2 separate regions of the Anser cygnoides genome follow, and region 1 is linked to region 2. The links are chromatin contacts, called in public Hi-C maps. All regions are on one chromosome and are shown on one strand. Each heading gives the region's core, a stretch centred on a gene start, on an enhancer-like site or on the middle of the called end of the contact. The rest is flanking DNA. Distances are from core to core; before and after follow the strand shown. Region 1 has its middle 49 kb from the start of TSPAN18. Region 2 holds the start of TSPAN18 (tetraspanin 18).

Region 1 (5,757 bases), core at 298-2,797, 50 kb before region 2:
GAGACAGCAATCAGCCTGTATACTTAATTAGTGCAATTTCCCTTGAGTGGCCTATTGCTTTTAGGCACAGATATAATCTGCTGTGTATGATATCCATAGCATAGATATTAGAAATAGAGGGGAAAGAAGGTCTCCTGTTATTTTATGCTATCTCATCCATTCCTCTTTGGTCATTGAGGGATTGTCCTCTACAGTCAAAACAGGACTGGGGAAAAGTACTAATGGGATCTCAAAGATCCTGTTATATCCAATTAGACCACAGCCTAGTAAATCTTGCTAGAATAACGACTTGAGGAATGGAAGAAGATTTCCTCCGTCTCTGTAGCTTCTGAATGCAACAGAAACTGGGTGAGTTGTTCCTTCAGTGTGATTAGACAGTCCCTGCTTGTGTCTACAAGGAGGGTCTAAATAGACCAAGAACGTGAGCTGCGAAGAAGTTTTGAATTCCATAAAGAAGCTGTAGGACTAGCAACTCAAGGAGCAGTTAGAGGTGCAAGACCGAAGAAGAAAATTTATTATGCAGTAAGTATTGCTCCTGTGCAACATTGCCAATGGAAGCACAGTAAGACATCTAGGCAGCTGAGATACCTCCCAGATCATTAAACACACTTATCTTTATCTGCATTTCTACAGACCATCGCCTGTTCCCCTGGGCAGCAGTAGAAGTCAGCAGGGGCACTAACGTGTGTGTTCCCTGCTTGGTTCTCTGTGTGCTGCCTCCTTGCCCTGGCCCTGTTACCAAAGGACTTTGATATTCTCTTGCTTTTCCCCTGTTCCTTTAGAAAAGATAGCACCCATTGAACTTTGCCCAATGCCTGCAGCAGGTACACAACTATATTCTAACACGTTTATTTTCTGATAATCTCCCTCTTAGCCCTTGGTCCCCATTTACAGGACAGTCACACCAAGCCTTGGCCTCTTCAAGGCTAGTGATCTAGGATCAAAGCAGCTCAGATTCATCCTTCTCCTATAAATTAGCTCCACTTGGTCAACGCTCAGCAGTTAGTTTATTCAAACTGCATGTGGACACAGAGAATAGCACAGCAGCTCCTGAATCAAATGTAACTGTACTCTAACGTTGTTTACATATCCACCTACTATCAACAATGGCTAACCCTATTATATGGTGTGAATTGCTCCGCTAATATACTTCCCTTGTTCCTATCCTCATTTCAGAAAGACGGTTTCTTAAACTCTGATCCCACTCCTCAATTACTACCATTTCTGTTTCAGGGAGCAACCTGTATTGTCTTAAGGAGCTGTCGAAAACACAAGGGGAATCTTAATCCAAACTTTCATTTAGAAACCAGTAAAATGAGTCATAGTTTTTCTTCCCCCAGGGGATGAGGAATAATTAGCAATTTCAAGACAGTAAAATACTGATTCTAAACAGGGGTCTGCAGCCCTTTCAGACTGAACTTTTTTTGGTAGGTATTTGGATGATGCTTCCGAGTAGCAATTTGGAAGTATTAACTAGTGGTTAATACTTTATGACAGTGCTAGAGGGCACTGTACTGTTTGTGGATCACATGTAATAGCTAAGAGCGAGACAGTTTAATGGCTTGAGATTCCTTCGCACTTCTTGTTAGAGAGAGATGTTAATCCTGATAGCATTGTAAATCATAATAATTGCATTCTTCCTGTCTCAGACATACTGTGTTTAATTCTTTGTTATCCTGACCCTGTGGACTCCTTTCTCCTGAAGATGTTCAAGGAAAATGTAAACTGCTGCCATTCCAGATAGAAAAACATTCTGCATGCAGCTCGCACCAGTGCAAATGCCTACATGTTGTTCAGGCAACACGAAGTCTGTAATGTCTGCAAGGCCAATAGCGCTGGCTTGTGTAAGTACAACTGTGGGCGGCAGTGCTCCATGGAAATGAACACCTAGTTCAGTTAGATCAGCGTTACCGCTGATAGATAACAATGAAATGTTCTTTTCACTCCTGTCAGTTCCGATAAACAGAACCTAAGACCCTTTTCATGGGATGCCACTGGTTGTCTTCTGACACTATCACAAAGCTGATGTCCACCTCTGCGACTTTAAACAGTTCTCACCTTGTGCACTTCAATGTGTTACATCTTTCTCTGGGAAAAATTGCCTTTTTTTCACGCTTCATCTCCTCTGCTGGGTTTTAAAACTGAAAATAAGAAATAGTGTGACTATCTGCAAAACTCATACTTCATCTACAAAGTTCTTAGTTTTTCCATGCTCTGTTCACACTGTATTTTCATTAAAATGTTGTTTCACACACAAAACATTGGTATGTTTGTCTAAAATATTATGATAGTTTTGTCTTTGCCTCAGAATTCAATTTCAAAGACAGACATGAATTTTCACTTCTGAAAAATTGTTTTGATTTTCTTTTTAATTCTCACTTCCATTTTTTCTTAGTAGAAAGGAAAAAAAACTGGGAATTTTACCTACTTTTAGAACTTTTAAAAAATATGTATAAGTATGTATTTTCTTCTCAAAGTTTTGAAATCTGATGTTTTCACTAAAAAATTGTCTTGTAAAGTAATTTGACTAGTTCTCTTTTTTAACTTCAGTCAATGTTTATGATGTTTGTTCCTGTTTATATAAAGTGTGAGGAAAACTAAGTTATTCCTATTGCTGACTGACATCTTAACCTGAAATATCAGTCCCTGACTGTGATATCATGACAGCAAACAAGTCTTGAATGATGAACAGTCTGTGTCTTCACATGGCCCCTAATTAGAAATCCACGGGGTTAACAGATCCATGCAATCCACTGTCAAGAAGATCTGTTGTGATGGGAGAAAGTGCCCTGGGAAAGTGCTTTCTGGCAGCAAGTAGGTCTGTGGGTTTGGACTTGGGTCACTACCCCTGAGCAGCGAAAGGACAGCATGCAGCTGATGGTCAGGGAGACTTGAAGCTGCGAGGGCTGGCACCAGAAGGGTAGGTGCTGCCATAAAATCACTGTAAATTTTAGTGCTGTTTTCTTTTCTTTTTTTACTTTTTTTTTTTTTTCCCTCTCCAAATTGTGTGGATTAACTCTGAAGAAAACAGACCTTACTGGAGACCTGGGATCTTTTCAGTGGTCTTCCCTACCCTGCAGAATATGGATTCTTCCTCCATCTTGCATAGCTTTGCCTGCAAATCCCATCTTGCACATTCCCAGGCGCCTGTTTCCAGTGCAATTTCTGCTTGGCAGTGAACTGCTATTTTTCCTGTTTCCCTTCCCATCCCCCAGCTCATGTTCTGAGCAGCTGTGAGGTGGGCTGATCCTGCCTGGAAAAATATCTATCTGTTGGCCTGTCCTAGGAAGAGAATTAGCTATCCATACTGCTCCGCATCCCATGTTTCTTTCTTCTTCCTTCCCTTTCCGTTCTTATCTCAGTTTCCCTTTTTACTCCGCTGCCTTATAAACTATAGTTCTCTCTCATTTTAATCTCTCTACCCCACCACCAGCTTAGTGCATTGAAGACATCAGAATCATGTAGCCAAGTATTCCAAGACCCAAGAATTCTTCCTGGCAGTGGCTGGGAAATTTTGACATGTTGGGGCTTTCTGGGGAAATATTTTGTGAGTATGTAGAGTTTGATTAAATTCTAAAATTTCAGCTCATATCTGGAAAGTAAGAGAGACACCAGCACTGCCTGACAGTCTCCTGGGAAGGTAGAAAAAGAACTCGAACCTAGATTTTCAACATTTCTGGCAGTTTCTTCCAGGCTGTATACATCTTCCTCTCCAAAATATTAAAGATCTCCACATACTGGAAAATGTTTTCCTTACTAGATGTTGCACATCTGTGGTTGGTTTATAAGGGTTTCATTATGATCTTAGCTCCTTATCCTACAGTTTGCTTAAGTATCTGTTTTTATTTGTTGAGTTTCTTTTCTGCTACATTGCCAGTGGCTAAAATCCTTATGCACAAAATCTTTCTTGCAGGAGATCTCATCATTCTGTACTGCAGTGGATGACACAGCCTCGGGTGCTACAAAACATCACAAAGCTGCAAAACCACTGGACTAAGACAGTGAAGTTTTCTGCTCATAAGAGAGCCTCAGGTAACAGCAATTGTAAATACTGCTCATTAATGGGTATGCACTCGTGCTTTCCTGGCTTACTCAGTCCCCTCACAGCGCAGTTGCGTGCTCCTGGGTGCCATTTCTGGTCTGTGCTTTACCCTTTTTTCAAAACGTAGATTAAGCATGGGATGGTGGCCAGCACACAGGGAAGCAAAGTAATGGCTGAAAGCGGGAAATAGCCAATTAGAGCATCAAAGTCAGGGAAATTAAGCTTTGAGAGGAAAGGGCAGAAACAGGGTGGGGTTGGGAAGAGCAGGATAATAGCAGCCCTCAGGGGAGACACCAGAGTAGGAAATGGAACTACAATCAAAGAAGCAGAGGGAAAAATGCAAGTGTTATCCCTTGCAGGGATTGCCTAAGAAGAGAGAGAAGCAGAACAGGGAGAGAGAAGCACAACTGTATAATATATCCATTGATTTTGAAACTTGTTTAGCTACTGCACTCTCAGTGGAGCCTACCTGTAAGCAGGGCTGTGCAAGCAGACCCTCCAGCACGGTTTGGCAGCTGGATTTGCTGCCAGTGAGTGCTCCTACTTTGCTTCTCAGCCCCCAGGCACAACTGCGGCTGCCTTTCTTCCTCCTTTCCCTAGTTCTTCCAAAGGCCCTATCATCTCACCTCTTCCTTTGAAATGAAGCTTGCTAATATCCTAATATCCCAGTATGTCTGTGGTTTTGTTAAGTTAGATCCTTGTTTCCAAGCCTCAATTATGTGTAGTTTGAGACCCTGTGTAACTGAACCAGATATTTTTAACTTGGTGCAGCACAGCAGTGAGCGTATACATACTTGGAAGTAGTGGAAACCTACACTTACTATGCTTAAGTCAATACGAGGTGACTGGAACATTCCAAAGATAAAATAAGAGAGTCCCTTCAGAGCTTGTTGTGGGTTTTTGTTTTATTTTTTTTTATTTTGGGGGGATTGAGTTGCCCAAGAGACATTTCTGTTGTAAAAGGTTTTACAAGGAAAATGAGATATTTGCAAAACAGGGAAAATACTGAAATGTTTGTTTGGGTTGATTATTCCCCTGAATCATTTTAAATTGCAATATGCAAAGCAAAGTAATTTTTCTTGTATGTCACACTGTTTCATTAAGGCACTAACAGAAGACACTTGATCTAGAAATTAAGATAAGTTGCTTCAATCAGTACTAAGTAGCAGGTGCCCTTAGTGATTAAATGTAATAGAGTATTTCCATTATTCTATTAAGCTTTATGTCAGCAGTTGTCATAGTTCCTCTCATATCCTGAAATACTGTGAAAACATGTCCAGAACAACATTTCAGAATCTTAGAATTGTTGTTTCTGGAAAGTGAGAAATAGAAGTATTTTCACTTCATTGAAAAATCATAAAATTTGGGTTTGGTCTATAGCTGATTGAAAACCAGGAAATTAAACATTTTCTTTTCCTGTGAAGGATAAATCATGGGGTTTAATGGTACAATGTATTGCTGACACAGTCTAGGTATTATTCTGCTTCTTTATTTGCTGCATTATTTGTGAAGAACATGAAAGCACCGTTCTGCTGAGTAGCATGCTCTTTCCTGCCCTTTAGTGCTTCTCACGTGTATTGGGGGTGTTGGAGGGAAGAGGAGAAAAAAAGAAAAAAAAAAACAACCCCAAACCCATTACATAGCAAGCTAATTTACTATAGCAGCAGATACAGAAAGAGAAAAGCAATGGAAAAAATACTTGAGTGATGATTAGG
Region 2 (5,649 bases), core at 2,985-5,484:
ACTGCATTTGAGCCTCCTCCCTTAGTGTTACAAGAGAAACGCAAATGCCAAGAAGTGTCAAAACATTTGGGGATACATGTTTGGATGAATAAGGCACTTGTCTGGGATCCAGGATCTCCTAGCTCATGTCCTAGAGCTGCCACAGACCTCCAGTACTTTTTCTTCATTAATTCTTTGTGCCTTGATTTCCTATTTGTGAACAGGGATGGCCGTTCCCCTGTATTTGTCTCTTTTGTCGTATGTAGACCTGTAGGGCGTAGGGACTGTGGGGTGTCTGGTGCAATGGGGGCCTCCATGGTGCTTGTCCTTAGTGACTGAAAATGACTAAAAAGGTTGTGGGAAACAAATTTTGTTTACTTGTGATGTTCAAGAAATACAGAAAAAAAAAAGCTGCAACTTTCAGAGGAAATAGGAAAGTTGAAAACTTTTGCAAAGGATGTGCAGTTGGAAATCATGGGGTTTTGGCATAAGCTCCATTTTAGGAAACTTATTTTAAAAAAAAAAAAGGCAAAAAAATAACAATGCAAAGCATATTTTCTATTTTGTCATTGTTAATTTGTTTCCTTCAGTTCAGTAATATACAGCTTTATCTGTTGTTAGCACTGGAAACGCGTAACATCTTAAATATGTTCATTTTTCTTTAAAAGCATGCCTTCAGTGATTAATATTAAAATTATTATAAAGAATTCTCTTAATTCAGATTTTTCTGGACGGGGTCCAGAGGCTCGTTCGATTGTTGCTTCTGGAGTTTTGGTTTCAGGCATCACTGCCAGTTCTTTTGTACGATCCTGCTACTTCAAAGTGACAAAGAAGGAGGGGGATGTGCAGAAAAGCAGTTAGCAAAATTATGTCTACCTATTTGTGTATCTCAGTGTGCACAAAGCGTTGTTCACGGAGTGGATAATCTTCAGAAGAACTTTTTTTTTTTTTTTGCCCTAGAAACCTGCTTCCCATCTTGTGGTCTGCGAGTCACCAAGGGTCTGAAACATAAGAGGGTCATATGTGAAATTGTGACAGGACATGCTTTTCCCTTTGGAAAAACATACATGTGCGTTAACGTGATCAAGTAAACATGCAACCGAAATTGGGAAAAATAAATCTGCAAATGAATATTCAAAACAGATTAATTAGTGATTGAAAAAAAAAAAGCATGGCAAAGCTGCGTGAGGGCCTGTGATATTTCTTTCTCCAAAATACTCGTTGTTGCTTGAGCGAAAACGATTGGGAAATACAGATATTGACAAAGAAACCACATTGGAAGCATTGTAGCTTCAGTTTTCCCAGCTGAGCCTGGGAAAGCAAAACTGGGTTGAAAAATATACTGGCAAGGTTTTAATTATACTTTTAATGATGAAGCTTGAACAAACCTCTCGCTACCAGTACGTCAACTGTCCCCTCATGCTGTTTTCCCAGGCCTGATGGAGGGGCCCTGGGAAAGCAGTCTGATAGCAGCTGATGGAGCGTACTGATGGGTGGAACGAGTGCTCGACGTGTCGAAAAAACAAGATCGCTTCCTTCGGTACCTTTACCTGGGAGCGGGTGATCAGCTTCGGACAGTCAGTTTGTCATCTTCGGCTCGCTGGGGCTAAGGCCTTGTTTGCTTTGCGCTCTCCGAAGTGCCGTTCAGCCTCACGGCAGAGTTAATAACACTGTGATTTCTACTGAGCACAGATTGCTCCTGGAATGTGCCGCAGTTATCTGGAAATAGACTGATACTCAGGTTCCAGCATGCAGATGCCAGAGAGTTTCCTTCTGCCCATCTGCCGAGGCAACGAGCTGGGCTGCGTGTCGGTCCAGCTCTCGGAACTGCAGCCAAGCTGGATTGTGCTTGGATTACTTCTTTATACGCCTTACAGCAAATTCGAAAAACATTAGTAGGACTACTGAGAGAAAATAATCGGAAAAGAAAAGGAGATGTCCGGAGGCAAAGGAAGTGGGAGGAAAGGTGGGGAGGAAGCAGAAGGGAGACTGCGGAGCTGGGAAGTCAGGCGTGAAGCACAGGCGGGAGGGAGGTTAGAAGCATTGGGTTAGCTGCATGGAGTTAAACTCAATTCTCTCAAAATCCACAGTTAGCACCAGTGAGGAACCTGCCCCGGTTTGTTTATGGCTTCCCAACGTGGCAATTTCTGCTTCTGAAAACTTGTACCTATCAAAAAGGTACTGGGAGAGACTCCAGATTACGGTACGTGGGATGCGATATTCACGAGGCAGCCCTTCAGCTCTTGGCGCTGCTGAAACAGGAGAAAGCGGCTCCAGTGCTTTGGGCTAAGCCATGGAACTATTTCCTTCTTCTGATTTCATGTCAGTGATGTATTTAGCAGAAAACAAGTAAAATGTGCCTCTTGCAAGCTTATCTATAGTAAAACTGTTTTTATCCAAGGCTGTTGCTATTATGTGCTCAGTTCGTGGGGGATATACTACATCCTTCATACGTAGTGATGAATGTAAACCCCAGCTTTAAGTGCAAAGCTCAGCTCAGCGCCGGCTGGGACTCACAAAGCAGTTCCTTCATGATAGTGAAAGCACTATAAGCTCGGGAAGCTCGTTTTCGGTGGCGGCCCCTTAAATTGCACATTGAGCATGTAAGAGGACTATTGTGTCTATGCGGGCTCGTGGGGGCTTGGGAAGCTGGGGTCACATATAGCTCTCTTCTGTTCATTTACAAAACAGTTTCATGGAATCAGGGTGGAAAACAGAAAACGTGTATAAGTCTCAATACGTCGCCCTGTACGTTTTTCCAGAATAGTTTCAGAATGGTGATGTCACTGGAGCTGGGGGGGCAGCTGTTGGAAAAATGCAAGGGTGCCCCCGAGGAGGAAGGGAAGTTTTCTATGGGACGTGGAGCTGTTTAAAACTGCGGTGTCTGGGGCACGAGCAAGCCCGCTCAGTTTCCTAGAAGCCCTCTGCATGCGATCCCACATTTTCACGGCTTATTCACCGCATATATAGCGAAACTGTGGGGTCCTGGCACGGGCCTGTGGCAGCACGGGGCTGAGTGTGGGGTGCAGGCGCTGTGTCGGGGGGGGGGTGCAGCGTGACAGATCTGCTGAGCACAAACGTCACCATGGCCTGAAAGAACCACGATCCGCTGCTCGAGGAGTATGACAACCCAGCCTCCTGGAAAATAGCACTCCGAGTCCTTTGCAAAGGAATCAAATGAGGAACAAGGCTATTACCTCGTGTCAAACTGTGCCTAATAAAGAAATGGAAATCCCCTACTCAGCCACAAAGAGCAAGGAGAGGTAGGCTCACGCTGTGACACAAATAAATGAACAGTGAAACAGCAATGGAAAAACAGGGGCCCAAGCATTATAAGAAAATATCAGACCTGAAAATGATTGCCTGTCTTAAGCAATAGACTGTAACAAAACATATGTTACAAATACGATCTGGTTGTGCAATCTAGTTTTGCTATTACAGAGAAATGGATTTGGGGCCATAAGTGTTAGCTTCTGTGCGTATCTCCCTATCTTTATATCACAAGAGGGAAAAAAGAAAGCCAACGCCAATATTTGCACCTGGGGAGCCTTGTATCTGTTCATTACCAGATAGAGGAGGCATTAGCAGATACATGGAGATGCTGGCGCGTCATTTTTCCTTTGCACAGCACTGCTAGACATTCGTGTTGCCTCTTGTTCTTCCAACAAGCTGGGAGGATCCAGATCCGCATCCCCTTGTCTTGCAGGGCAGCGTGAAATAAACAGGGCTTCTTGGAAACACCAGGACGTGCCTGCGTGGGACAACTCACAGGGTCTGCATTATCTCTTACCATATGCAAGTGCAACATCCAGTTTACTGACTCCTTACTCCTGAGGTGTTGCTATTGAGAGTACGTGTAACTTCTGCATGCTTTTTCCGCCCTCGGTTTCTTTACCACCAAGGCAGCAAGTACCTCTGTGAGCAGCAGGGCCCGTGAAGCGTCGCCCCAATGGGGCACAGCCGGGTTATCAGCGCATCACAGAACCAGGTACGCTGGAAGAGACCCTCGGCTCATCACATCCGACCCCCCAGGTGCGCTCAGGCTGCGTGCGGGGGCCGGAGATGCCCCCTTCAAGACAGCCGCGCTACCTCTGCCGTGCCGCACCGCACCGGAGCCGCTCGGCGGGCTCACACCCGCCTGTCCCCGGGCCACAAGCCCTGGTGCTGCCGGACCCCCGGGGCTCACCGAGGGCTCCCCGGCGGCCGGGGCCGGGCGCTGTCGGCGGCGGGGCCGGGCCGGGGGCGGAGCGGGGGGGCACGGCCGGAGGCGGAGCCGCTCCGCTGGCGGCTCCGGCGCTCGGCGGCGGCCGGGCACGGGGCGAGCACGGCAGCGGGAGCCGCCGGGAGGTAAGGGGCCGGGGCTGCCGCGGAGGGGCTGCGGGGCTCGGCACCGGGGTCCGGCCGAGCCCCAGCCGCTGCCCGCGGCCGTGCCCGGGTTTCTCGTCCCCGCTCCCGCAGCGCCGGTGCCGGGGGGGGAGCGCTGCGTGCCCCGGGCGTGCCCCGCTGTAGGTCTGGGGTCGGGCTGCTGCCGCCCCCGGGGCCGGGATGGAGCAGGGGGACGGGGGGGGGGGGAGTTACCCGCGGTTCCCACTTGTGCCCAGCCCGGCGGGGCTTTGCTCCCCCGCAGCCTGCAGCCCTGCCCGCCCGGGTCGGTGCTGCCCGAGGACGGGGGTTTGTAGGAGCCGGCTTTGTAGGAACCTAAACTTCTGCGGGTAGGTAGCTCAGTGAGCGAGTAGGCAGCGTTTGCATTGCGTTTGGATGGTTTTCCTGTGAGGTCTCTTTGGTAAGCGTAATTTATTTCTCCCTAATGCCGCTCTTGGCTATTAGCGAGCCCTGCGTGCTTGCTGCCTGTGTTTCTGTAATAACAGAAACTGCGAACGCAATTAATAGGCTGCAGGCACGTATTTCATCGAATAGCCAGTGGCTACCAAAGCTGGTTGGGCAGGAGCGTGCTGGAGATGGCTGCGTGCCTGCCTGGCTGCACTCAGGTAGTGAGCGCGGGCTCGCCCTGCGTTTTTACCAGTGGGTAGAAGCGGGCGCTTTTATTCTAGAGTTGTCTTAGCGAGATGCGTTCAAGTGCCTCGTGGGCTCTGCCAGTGAAATGATCGTTGTGGTGCTTAGTGCGTTCATAAGGAGCAGCAGTTGCTGGGTCTCAAAAGTGAACAGGCTGAAGGCAAATGACAGGAACATCGCTGGAAGAAATAGGTGTGTGCTTTCTTTTTCATAATGGGGGGGGGATTTTTTTTTCAAATTTCAGCTGTGTCGGATGGTGCATATGCTTCTCTGTTGTCTGCTTTTTCTGAAGTATTTATGTAGTACGGTCAGATGATTCAAGCGGCTGACCCTCCCTGGAAGGCAGTTAATATTTCTGTATTTGTTGTGGCCGCAGCGCTGCTTTTGTTGGCGTTAGCTGAAGGACTGTGCAGTGCAGTTGCCATGAATTTAAGTGGAGGGGGATGAGAAGAGGGAAAAGAGGAACTTTAACTTTTCTGAGACAGCCCAGACTTGTCAGCGAAATGGGGATACAATTTCTGACCGTCCTGCACTTCCCGCAGAGCAGCCCTTCCCGCACATCGCTTAGCTGGGGGAGCCGTGTCCCAGCCCAGGAGAGGTGCAGGTGAGCGGGTGGTTACCCCTCGATGAGCGGAGGGAGAAAATACCAGCCTGCAA

Evidence for each region. A called contact is a pair of places that touch in the nucleus more often than the background predicts.
Region 1: a contact with region 2 is called in a Hi-C map of granulosa cells, with 1.6 times the contacts expected there. The contact joins the enhancer-like site here to the promoter of TSPAN18 in region 2. A contact is called at or near these places in 2 of 7 Hi-C or Micro-C datasets (granulosa cells and liver).

The regions. Positions count from the first base shown.
Region 1 is chr5:13,876,536-13,882,292 of Taihu_goose_T2T_genome, reverse strand. No RefSeq gene overlaps it. Among named protein-coding and RNA genes, the nearest start is that of TSPAN18, 49 kb to the right of the region's middle. Within about 2 kb of position 1,547, at least 1 of the 3 cell types and tissues checked has open chromatin away from gene starts, as enhancers often do.
Region 2 is chr5:13,829,257-13,834,905 of Taihu_goose_T2T_genome, reverse strand. TSPAN18 (tetraspanin 18) reads left to right here and starts at 4,234. Exons shown (of 12, transcript XM_048063638.2): 1 at 4,234-4,326.